Linked DNA regions of Mus musculus: regions 1 and 2 are each linked to region 3. A link is a contact called in public HiChIP or PLAC-seq and promoter capture Hi-C data. All regions are on one chromosome and are shown on one strand. The core of a region is the stretch at or near the end of the contact, and the rest is flanking DNA. Distances in the headings are between cores, read along the strand shown. Region 1 holds the start of Parp14 (poly (ADP-ribose) polymerase family, member 14). Region 2 holds the start of Nr1i2 (nuclear receptor subfamily 1, group I, member 2). Region 3 holds the start of Fbxo40 (F-box protein 40).

Region 1 (3,737 bases), core at 549-3,048, 1.1 Mb after region 3:
TTTCAGCGTTACCAAGATTTTCTCAAGTCTCACACTGGGTTGTGCGATCGGTCTGATTACCATCTACAGAGAAATGGGACCTATCTGTAAAAAACCGTTAAAATTGCCTAGATACTCCCACCTCCAGCCCCGGTTCACGGCTTTCATTTACAATGCCTAGCTGCTGGCGCCTGGGATGTCCTGGCTGACACCACCAATATCTCCCACATCCCTCTTTGTACCAACATTTGCCCATATCGAGAACTTTTCTGTTTTCAAAAATATTTAACTCCAAGAAACAAAATATCAACTTTCTGAGCCCAAACCCCCATCCCTCACCCGGCTGCTTGACTCCTGGGTCTTCCTGTCCATTCAAAGTTTTGGAAAGATCTGGGAAAAAAAAAATTGCCAGGCGGTGGTGGCACATGCCTTTAATCCCAGCACCACTGGGAGGCAGAGGCAGTTCGAGGCCAGCCTGGTCTACAAAGTGAGTTCCAGGACAGCCAGGGCTATACAGAGAAACCCTGTCTAGAAAAAAAAAAAAAAAAGGGGGGGGGGAGGGGGGAAGCTCTGAGTGCTGCCTCGGCTTCCTTCCTTTTTTTCAGACCTCGGTCCTCTTCAGACTCCCCATCGTCCCTGTTCTCCATCAGATAGTGTTACCAGGGGCCCCGAGGGGGTCACCATACTCTAGCCCTGGACCGGCAAAGCCTGCTTTAATGCGTATCCCAAATATTCGCTCATCACGCGTTAAGGATATACAGATTCCCAGTCTCTTCTTATCCCGGTCACAGTAGGCGCACCTCACTCCTGTTGCTTGGACCACTCCTGGATGAACTGTTCATATCTTTCGGCCAATCTTGTCTCCAAAGGCAGCTTAGAGGCCATCACGTTCTTCCTAGGAGGGGGAATGGGGGAGGCGGGTGTCGGAGCCCCAAGAGCCCTAGACCAGTAGCGGGACCAGAGCCCTCTCCTGAGCACCCAGGTCAGCCTGGCTTTCTCTCACTCCTGTCGAACTCAGCCACCATGCAGCAGCCTAAGTTATTTTGTGTAAGTGAACCACAAAGCCCCAGAGACCCACCATCTAAGGTCATTTCTTAGTAGTTCTTAGGCTCTCGGGTAGCACGTCCCTTGCCCAGAAGTGCTACCTGATCTTTCCATAATTGGGCTGGGAGCCCATGCTCTTCTGCTCCAACACCTGTGTATTTCTCCCTAGAGTTGTCGACCGTCTCCTGTGTCCCCATACCTGTGTCCCTCCGTTGAACACCCAGAAAGCATGGACGCCAGCACGCGTTCCTCAATACTGGGAGTTTGTAAACACAAAGTATGCACAGATGAGAAAACAGAATTCTGAAGCAGGAAAGTCAGGTCAGATGCCCTCGGGTGGTCCCCCAAGTGAGCAGGGAGCATCCTGAGAGGATCGTTTTCCTTCTCTTATACAGCGTGGGTTTTCAGGTATGCAGAAACTATCCTAGTGATGGAGCAGGGCTCAGCTGTAGCTCAGGTGGAGTGCGGGCGGGGCCCAGCTCTGGAGCTGCTAAGGAGGTGGCCTGGAGGCTAGAGCTCGGGTGGAGGATTGACTGGCTTCTGTTGAGAGCAGGAGAACAAAGTGCCTGGGGGTGGGTGGGTGGTAGCTCTGTGTGTGTGTGTGTGTGTGTGTGTGTTGTTGTTGTTGTTGTTGTTGTTGTTGTTGTTGTTGCACTATTCCAATCCTGGGATAGCGAGGTGAAGATAGAAACTAAGGACGGGGAGGGATTTCCAGGAAATGAAAGCGAAAGAAGTTATCTCAATGTTAAAACTCTGAGCAGTTTTGGACGACCCAGCAGTCGCCGCTTCCTAGTTCAGTCAGGATGGCAGCGTCGGGTTCCTTCCCGCTGCTGGTCGAGGGCTCTTGGGGCCCCGACCCCCCAAAGAACTTGATCAACAAGTTGCAAGTGTACTTCCAGAGCCGGAAGAAATCCGGAGGAGGGGAGTGCGAGGTCGTCCCGGAGCCGGGGAACCCAGCACGCTTCCGGGTGCTCTTCTCCCCGGAGGATGGTGAGGGGCGCGAAGGTCGGGGAGGGTCGCCTCGCGCGGGGTTTGGGACCATGGGTGCCAGGTCTAGCCCTCGGCTGCAGCTCGTTCGGTGCGGGAGATCCTGGAGGCAGAATCTGCGTGGCGAGCGCAACCGGGAGTGGCGTTCCCCTTGCTTTCCCAGTCGCTCCCTGAAGCAATCTGTGGACCTTCCCGTGTTCGTTTGTTTGTTGTTTGGTTGTGAGCCTAGCCTTTCACGGCTGAGCCATCTCTCCAGCCCTTGTTTGTTGTTTTAACTGTCCTGTTTTTATTATTCAGGTGGGGCAGGAAAAGAATTAAGAAACGGGAGGAGTCCAGGGTCCGCTAGCACCGCAGGGTTCTTAGGGAGATGAGCTTGAGAAGTGAAAAGCCCTAGAGCTCTTGTGCCTCAGTGGAGGAGGGAGGGACAGGGCAGGGGTGGGTAATGGGTGGTGGTGTCTTGTTCCTACCTCGTCCTTCAGCCCCAAGATGATCTGAGGTGGCTGTAAGCTTGGAACCCAGGTTGGGATAGGGACTGGGGGTGTTCCCTCATCTCTGGAAGGTTCCTGAACAGTTAAGCAGTTGAATGTTCCCCACCTCTATTGGCCTTCTGCAAAGGAGGCCCAGCCTTCATTTCTCGCTCAGGTGGGTGAATGGAAGTCCCAGATCTGTGACTTCTGGAAAGCCACCATGTGTTAATATCAGAGATTTTGCAGACCAGGGTCATCCTCAGAGTGCAGGATGGAGGGAACATTTGGGCCAGAGGAGAGGAAAGGAGGCTGAGGAGACCGGGCAGTGGGCAAGGTAACAGCCCAGCAAAGACCCAAGAAGGAAAAAAAAAAAAAAAAATGAAAACAAGAGAAAGGTGTAACACAGGGTTTCAGGAAGCCTGGGTAGGAGGGCACAAGAGACCTGCTTAGCTCTGATCCCTTCCGGAAAACACAGGTTTGATTTCACAAGGGAGCCCTCAATGGGCAGCTAGCTAGTAAAGTGAGAATCTCATTTTTCACTTTTCCTAGATCAGTGATTCTCAACCTTCCTAATGCTGCAGACCTTTAACACAGTTCCTCAGGTTGAGGTGACCCCAACCACAAAATTATTTTTGTTGCTACTTCATAACTGTAATTTTGCTTACTATTATGAACCAGAACCTAATCCCCAGGAAAAGATCATTAGATCCTAAGGGGTTGTGACCCACAGGTTGAGAACCACAGTAGAGGGGTCCCAGTTTGATTCCAGCTGTCAGTATCCCAGCAGACATGACCCGTATGGAGAGCGCTTTTCTCTAGAATGTCACTGTCCTCAAATGAGGGTCACATGGTAGGGGTGCAGATTACTGGCATCCTGGTCACAGAGAGGTCGGGGTAACTAGACATCTCCAGCTCCACCCTAGACACTGTAGTACAGTGAGTGTCGACTGAATAAGGATTGTGTACCACCAGCCCTCTGACGAGACCCGAACATGCTAAACATTAAAAAAAATCTGTTGTTTATCTAGACCATCAAACCAACAAAACAGAGGGACTGAGAGACTATCTAAGATATTGGTACTATACTGAAATACACAGCACGGAAAAATAATTGTGATAATACAATTCCAGTTTTAGCCTTTACAGCAGACCCCGGGGCTGGCCAGGTGACTCCGCCCTGAAGGGCTGGGCTCACAATGAAATTCACCAGTCGCAGGATCTCTGCTTGGCTTTCTCCCTACAGGGCTCCTAGCCCACAGC
Region 2 (4,064 bases), core at 1,106-3,605, 1.3 Mb before region 3:
CGATATTTGTCGATGAATAATAAAATTGTTAAAAAAAAAAATGTTCACAGTAAGCCAGAGAACCAGAGAGAATCGGAAACAGTGCTAACGACCTCCAGGGTCTGAATGGCACGTTTTTTTCCAAACGAATTTTGCACAGAACACATTATAGAAGAGAAAGCAGGGTGCAGAGAGAGGGGATTCCTCAGGGGCAAGTGATCATGGTCAAAATACATTCACTTCAAGTCCTTATGAAAACGCCACAATGGAGCCCGTCTTGTCCAGTGATGCACAGCAATGAGCAACTAACAGTAATAGGAAACTACTCTTCATACACAGGCCTGTTCCCGAGTTTTGTAAGAGTAAAGAGGATGAACTGCACATATTTAAAACTTACAAATCAATCTCACACACTATTAGATAACTTGTGTTCTACCCCACCAGCTCTGAAGATAACTTTAAAAGGGATTGTGGGGAGGAAAAATATATGTGATATGAATAGAAACCAGATTGTATATTAAGATTACAAGGGAAATTGAACAAACCAGAGGGAGCAAGCCAGGGGGAGCAAGCCAGAGGGAGCCAGCCAGGGGAAACAAGTAACCCAGGAGGAGCAAACCAGAGGATGAAGCCAGTAAGCAGCATTCCTCCACGGATTCTGCCTCAAGTTCTTGCCTTGCTGGAGTTCTGATTTGATTTCCCTCAATGATGGATGGTGTCCTGGAAGAGCAAGTTAAATAAACCTTCCCTCCCCTAAGTTGCTTTTTTTTTTTTTTTTTTTTTTTTTTTTTGGTTTTTCGGGACAGGGTTTCTCTGTGTAGCTCTGGCTGTCCTGGAACTCATTTGTAGACCAGGCTGGCCTCGAACTCAGAAATCCGCCTGCCTCTGCCTCCCGAGTGCTAGGATTAAAGGCGTGTGCCACCACACCCGGCCCCTAAGTTGCTTTTGATCATGGTATTTATCACAGGAACAGAAAGAAAAGTAGGGCATATGTCCCCCCCAAACAACCACCACAACAGAACAAAAATAAAAACCAAAGAGGAGATCACCCCTCTGAGTCTACCCCATGGCACCTCTGTGCCCTGGAGGTCCTTGGACCACCCTGCTCCCTTCCTTTGGCTTCACCTGAACTTGCACCATTAGTGTGTCATGAATTTAGTTGGCTATCTGAGTTTTCCTTTTTCTTTTCTTTTTTTTTTTTAATTTATGGTTTTGTTTATGTTTTTATAAAATTGACCAAGGACGCTGACTGCCTAGGCTTGCCTCTGGTGGATGGTTCAGGAGCTCCTAGTGCTGGTTGCAGGGGAAGAAAGTTTGAGCAGAGGTCAGGACTCCAGTTTCTCCTCCTTTCCAGCCATGCGTGGGAGTGACTCAGGTCCTCTCTGGGCCTCCAGTCTGGGGTTCTTAGTAACTACCACAAACTGGGTGTTTAAACTGGCTTCCAAATAAAGCCCTACCCAGATAAATGTTGATGCCTGGCAGCCCTGCAGTCTTCTTATGCCACCTAGAGCTCAGGACAGCATCTGCAGAGGAAGAGAGACCAGACAATCCCTCAGGAACCGAAGAGCATTTCTCTCCTTTGGGAAGTTCCTCATTTGTCCTGGATTCCCTGTTTCTGCTGTAAATAACTTGCCATTTTTATAGGAGAGGTGAATAGAGACCTTTGTATGCCAGAAGAGCCCCGAGAGATGATAAAAGCTGTAATAATTTACCCGTGACCCCAGGACTTCTGGTGAGGTGCCCTGCCCATTCTGGAATCCTGCCCATTCATCTCAGTACAGAAAAAAAAAAGACCTGCTTCCACTCGTGGAAATAAGTGTCCCTTGTCAGGCTTCCCAGATATGCAAGCCCCCAGGGCCAAGGACACCCCGATGATGTCCTGCTACCCCAGAGCCCACTAGACAGGAAGCTTCTAGAAGGGTCCGAGAGAAGAGAAAACTCTCAGACAGTTCCTGGTAGTCCCAGCCAGCTTTCTGTCCTGTGGTTGGAACTGCAAGGTCATACCTGTCTCGAAGCTATTTCCTCCCTCTCTCTCATATCAACAAGCCAGTGTCATGTGTGTGGCCTTTTCCTTACTTTCACGTAAACTGCTTCTGTCCAGGAAATTAACTTAGGGAAAAAAAGTGTTAGGAGCTATAGATTCAAAGGCACTTTACCTCTAGAGGCAAAATCACCCTCAGAGAGGCAAACATTGGCCCAGAATTACTTAGAGCAAACACTTAAAACACACTTCCCCTCCCTTACATGTTTTACAGTGAAGACAACTATGAAAAAAATAGGAAGGGGATATAACAAGAGTAAATACGGTAATCTGGTCATTGCTAGCTCGGGTGCTGGACTTGGGACTTGGGAGTGCCAACTGGGGCCCCTTACTACATTGGACCTGGGGTGTACTGTGGGCAAGAACAAGTATGGTTCCTATGCCTGTGGACAACATAGCCTAAGGTTAGCTGAGGGTGAGAATCGGGGATAGATACTGCTCTTTTGTCTACTTGGATGGTCAGCCTCTCCCTAGGGGCCTGACCTTGGCTCATAGGAAACACTGAGGACTTAAGCTGAGATCTCCATGTGCAGCCAGGTAGCCACGGCAGGTGTGCTGAGCTCTGGGCAGAACCATCGTTCCTGATTCTTCAAGGTGGACCCCAAGGGGGAAATCCAACAAAAGCAGTGGCCCCCAGACAGGTATGATCTTTCCTTCTTTCTCTTTCTAAGAGTCAGATGCCCTCTGCCTCTGAACAGAAGGCTGAGGGGGATACAAATGAGGTCGGAGGTCAGCAATGTGAAGGAGTATGGAGGACAATGACACCTTTTTCTCTCCTCTTCTCCTTCCTGGGTCAAACAAAGCATGAAGACAGTTGTGGAGCCAAGGTGCTCTGCTACCTGGCCTACACTTGTGTTGCCAGGAAGCATCACAACAGAAGCCTTGTGTATGTGACATCGGGCATTAGATAGGCAGCCGAGCCCCTTCTGTGACAGGGTTGGAGTCCCTGACCTAGGAAACACCGCTGCTGAAGACCATGAGAATCAGGAACTATTAGCACTGGCTCCCAGAGCTTGTCAGGTTAGTGCTGGCAGCCCCCGGGGACATAGACAGCGGCAGGATGGTCACGAGGCCTCACATTCTCATTAGCGGTGTCTCAGTACACACTATATCCGTGTACAGTGGTCGGCTTTAGACTCTGTTTGTCAGAGTCATTCCCGTTATGTTCAGTACCCTAGGTCCCATCTCTGCTCCATACAACAGCCCGAGGCGCAGGCTAGAGACATGGCTTTAAGGCTCCTCCACATCCAGGAGCTACCTTAGGAGATGCCTTCAAGGCCACCAAACCTTCCCTCTGTGCTTCAGGTGTGGCATTGTCCCTTGCACGTGCATGACTGTTTTTCATTGCTGCCGGGAAGGCAAAGGACCACCACACAGATGAAAAGTGGCTGAATTATCTACACTGAGAGGAATCCTTGGTCTCTAATGACTTGGCCAGAGTCTAAAGTATTCCAAGTAAGGCCTCTGAAGCCTGGCTTACCCTGTTCATTAATAGACTTTTTTGAATACACAAAAATACTTGCTTAAAAATGCTTTATTTATATAATAAATGTAATCTAAACTGGGATCACCAAGTTATAGCTCATGGGCCAAATCTGGCCCATCAGCTATTTTTTTTTTTAATCAATAAAGTCGTACTAAAACACAAAGTCGTGAGGCTGGTTTTGCCCCATAACAGCGGAAGCAAATGGTTCTACATAGAAGATGTCGCCGACTCGTCTACAGGCAATCTGCCTGATGCTAAATGACTGGGAAATAAACACAGTCGACCACTGCAAAGCCAATTAGACTGGTTTTGTAGGTGGCCACTGTTTAAACTGTCAAGCGACTCATGACTGATTGCATGCTCAGTAAAATGCAGTGTAAATACAGCTAACTGCTTCTCCTAGTCCCTGTCTCCCACCAAAGCAACTGGCATGGTGTGTGTATACCAGACCACAGTCTTTGCATCTATGTCTGTGTTCACGTACAAACCAACCCAACTGCCATGTGATTTTTCCACCGTGCAGGACTTAGAGATCTTCCCCATCCACATAGAACCTTG
Region 3 (3,881 bases), core at 971-3,470:
TCAAGGGGAAATATGAGCTCAGATAGAGATGGAACAGTATAGAACATGATTAAGAAAGATGATCACCTCACAAGATATACAGTTCTGAGCTTGTACACAGTTATTAGCATCTACCCAATCTAAATGAAGCAAATGCTAACACAAGTGTGGAAACACTTGAACTATTTATTGTAAAATCACAATACAAAATCATCACGCAGCAGTCCATAGTTAAGAGGCAATTTTATAGGAATGGAAAACATTTAGCCACAAAATTAATGAGCTTGATGTAATGGAGGGATGCCAGTTTCCAGATCCATCTTTAAAGAATGTACGTTCTTGGGGATGGGGATGGAGCTCAGCTGGTGTCTGCCTGTCATGTACAGAGCACTTGAGTGCCGTACCAGACTGAGCACAGTGGCACACATGTGCAAGCCGAGAAGTTCTAGATCATCATCAGCCAGCCTGGGTTATATAAAACCACAGTTCAGAGCAGGACCCACACCCTAGAGTAGTAGGGAAACACAAACTAGACATGATGTGGGTTTCCAAAAGAAAAGGGAAATTCACACTTGGGTGGGTAGAGAGGTGAGGGCAAAAGAGGGTAGACATGGGAGGAAGAGGCAGGAGAAGAGCAAATGTGATCAAAATACACCGTACGAATTCTCAAAGAGTTAAAATATCACACACACACACACACACACACACACACTCACACACACACACACACACACACACACTCTTTCCAAGCACATGCTAAAGCATAACAGGATTAACTAAATGGATGCCACATCAGATAGCCAGCCCTCCTTCCTCATAGACAGCAAAGTTTAAACAAACCATCACTTGCTCCTCCACTTAGAAATGAAAATCAATTGAGGACAAGCTGGGGATGGTAATGCAGTTCTTGGCCGCTGAGGGCCAGGGCCTGGGTTCAGACCCCAGCATCACACATGGAGAAACAATCAAGGAAGAAACTCTCATTTGAATAAATAAGAAATAAACCCTTTCCTCTCCAAGTTGCTTTTGGTCATGGTGTTCCATCATGGCAATAGTAACAAAGCTATGCACCAGACCAAATGAGGCTTAGCCAAAAATGGAAGTTTGGTTCAATACAGAAACACCAATCAATGCAATACAAGAGCTACAGAGAGACCATCTGGTAAAAGTCCGCAGCCTTTCATGATGAGAACAGACACTAAACTAGACACTAACTACTAATTCCCTGCCTCCACCTGCCAAAAGCTGCCTGAGAGATTCACAGGGTACTTGTATTCATTCACTAAAAACTCCACAGGTGACTTATCAACTTACCAATGAAGGAGGGGCTGTCCAGGACAAGTCAGGACAGCCCCTGTTGCTGCCCCTGTTCAACACAGTGCAGGACATTCCAGGCCAGGCACAGGGGGAAGGAAGAAAAGAAAAGGCAGCCAGTCTGGAAAGGAAGTGACTGAGACATCATCTACAACCTAAGGAATCTGCAAGAAAACTTTGTTACAAAGACAGTGAAGTGCTGCAACACAAGATGGATACAATGTTATCATTTCTATTGTCTGGCTTTTCACCCAGATGAGCTTGCCCACATAAACAAATGTGCATGAGAGAACGGGGTGGAGGGAATTTCAGAGACGGCTTGCTCATCACAGCAGAACATATAAACTCATCTCTTTACTCTGAAGATCCACCCACATTCAAAAGGGAGCCACACTGAGCAGTTTGATGCACTAGATAATATTCACGTTATTTTTTTTTTCAAAGAAGAGGTTGAAAGAACTATCTTGAAAAGGATCCGACGAAGAATCCCAGACTTTGAGAAGTCTTTCTTCTAGCTCTGAGCCTTGTGGTGATGGATGTAATAGTTCACCTTCCCTGATCCTGTGTCTTTTCACATGTAAAAAGGAACTTGTACTAAATGATAGCCAAGCCTCCTACCACTTCTACTTCTGTTCCTTGGACTTGCTAACTGACTGTTTCTGAATGACAAACTCTCCCTTTCTCTGCCACCTGGGAAAGGCCAGGGCCAGAGGAAAGCAGATGCTAACCTGTCCTGAGAAGAAACGGGAGAAGCAGAAGCATGGAACTGTGTCCCTTGCACAACTTGCTACTTCAGCCAGTGAGGGGCTTGGGTGGAACACAGGGTTATAATTAGAGCAAGAGGCCAGCTGCTTCTCCCCCAGCTCCTGGACACAGCTGGACCTGCCCACGGCACACACAGGACTCAGGCTGTGTTGGCCTTGCTCTGACCCTTCTTGCAAAGGCTTTCCTCCCTCCTCTGTGAAACAAAGTCCGGGGTTGCTCTAAGCGCTACTTTCCCATGGGCTCTCCTCTGCCCCTCCAGCACTTAGACATTGAGTGTTGATAACCTACAGAGACGAAAGAGGTCGTAAGCTGAGCCCGGTCACATTGCCCTGTGATATAGTTTTATTTTTAACTTTGAAACGCTTGAACTATGTCAGTTGGCGTTTTCTCCCTTTCGCTTGCCTTTCCAACAGAACTTGGGTGCTCTGCTGCAGCGGAAGCACCGGCACCCACCTCCTCCAGACCTGCTTGATCAACGGCAAAGGGCTGGTAGCTGCGGATGCTGAGCCAGCTTGTACCGTTTAGGTAAGATTTTTTCAAACACCGGCAGGTGTGACCCAGGTTATTTAGATGATAAATGGGTGGACCGGACCGAGGCTTACTGTGCATTTCCTTTGTACCGTGGAAGGTAGGTTATTAAACTTTGTTACATGTGGGTGATGGGGGAAAGGTTGGTAATGGAAAGCCCTGGCCATGTGTAAGGTGTTTTGGATTTTAAATCCTACAGCAGTTTGCAATGTCAGCAGCCTTCTGCCGGTTTAGGTTTTCTACTACAGTCAACCAGAGCGATTCAGTGCTACCTTAGTCACACAGTGGTGACAGGGGAGGGCAGTGTGTGGTAAGGGAAAAAGTAGACACCCAGGGTTAGTCCAAACGCTGCAATGCTGTTCTCCAACCACCTCTGTGGCTTTAATTGCAAGTCATGGTCACAAGGCTTAAATTCCATCTACTGAGCCACATCGCGGTCTAATGTACCACAGCGGTACTTCAACAGCACTGGCTGCTCAAACTCTGCCTGCAACCTGAAACTCAGTTTTGCCTAACAAAACTGCTTCAGGGCAATTCCTTCCCGCCCATTTCTCTTGGGGGTGTGTGGGGGGGGGGCGGGGGGAAGCAGCCATGAAAGTGAAAACTGAAAATCATACACAGACTTAGGCACCCGAACTCAAAACTGTGACCAGCTTGAGGCGAGTACACCCAGAGCAGCAGAAGTGAAGTGATGAAAGATATTCATGGTTTTAAAAGCTTAAGAGGCAGATGGACTACTCCTAGCTCCTGGAATATCTGCATCTCAGCCTTCCTAATGCTGTGACCCTTTAACACAGTTCCTCATGTTGTGGTGACCCCCCCCCCCCATAAAATTATTTCATTGCTACTTTGTAACTGTAATTTTGCTACTGTTGTGAACCATAATGTAAATACCTGATATGCAGAATATCCTTTATGTGACCCCCCACACTCCACCAGTTAAGAACCTCTGCTATATATTGTTATGTGCATGAAAAACGTTAGCAACAGTAATGGGCCCTGTTTATTTCCTTATGTTTCTCTAGTTTAGAGTTCAGCTGAGGTCATCCTGGGAAGTGGCCCACACGGAAAGGGATCTGTGGTGTTCGGGTTCGAGCCATCAATGCTGAGTCAAACTACTCAGATGCCTAACTTCTAGCTCCCTCTTGTAGCCCACTATAACCTCCAATGTACAGGAGTAACCCCGAATCTGTCTATACAGGAGTCTATGTTACTTTCCTACCTATTTGTTTAGGCACAGTCAGTTCCCTGTGGCATTTAATTTTTCCAGGGTTTCCATGGCAATGAATCAGAAA

The links. Promoter capture Hi-C pulls out the DNA fragments that hold promoters and counts their contacts. HiChIP or PLAC-seq counts read pairs in DNA pulled down with a chosen protein or histone mark.
Region 1: an H3K27ac HiChIP or PLAC-seq map of bone marrow-derived dendritic cells shows a contact between it and region 3, with 7 times the contacts expected there. The contact joins the promoter of Parp14 here to the promoter of Fbxo40 in region 3. A contact is called at or near these places in 5 of 39 promoter capture datasets (the 3T3-L1 cell line, hippocampal neurons, liver and 1 more), 2 of 115 datasets of contacts at active chromatin or transcription factors (bone marrow-derived dendritic cells and pro-B cells) and 1 of 9 other capture datasets (macrophages).
Region 2: a promoter capture Hi-C map of embryonic stem cells shows a contact between it and region 3, with 2.4 times the contacts expected there. The contact joins the promoter of Nr1i2 here to the promoter of Fbxo40 in region 3. A contact is called at or near these places in 3 of 39 promoter capture datasets (cranial neural crest, embryonic stem cells and hippocampal neurons).

What each region holds. Positions count from the first base shown.
Region 1 is chr16:35,869,443-35,873,179 of GRCm38.p6, reverse strand. It overlaps Parp14 (poly (ADP-ribose) polymerase family, member 14), which reads left to right and starts at 1,798. Exons shown (of 17, transcript NM_001039530.3): 1 at 1,798-2,013. The coding sequence starts at 1,827.
Region 2 is chr16:38,293,115-38,297,178 of GRCm38.p6, reverse strand. Nr1i2 (nuclear receptor subfamily 1, group I, member 2) reads left to right here and starts at 2,355. Exons shown (of 9, transcript NM_010936.3): 1 at 2,355-2,661.
Region 3 is chr16:36,988,806-36,992,686 of GRCm38.p6, reverse strand. Fbxo40 (F-box protein 40) reads left to right here and starts at 2,220. Exons shown (of 4, transcript NM_001358217.1): 1 at 2,220-2,583.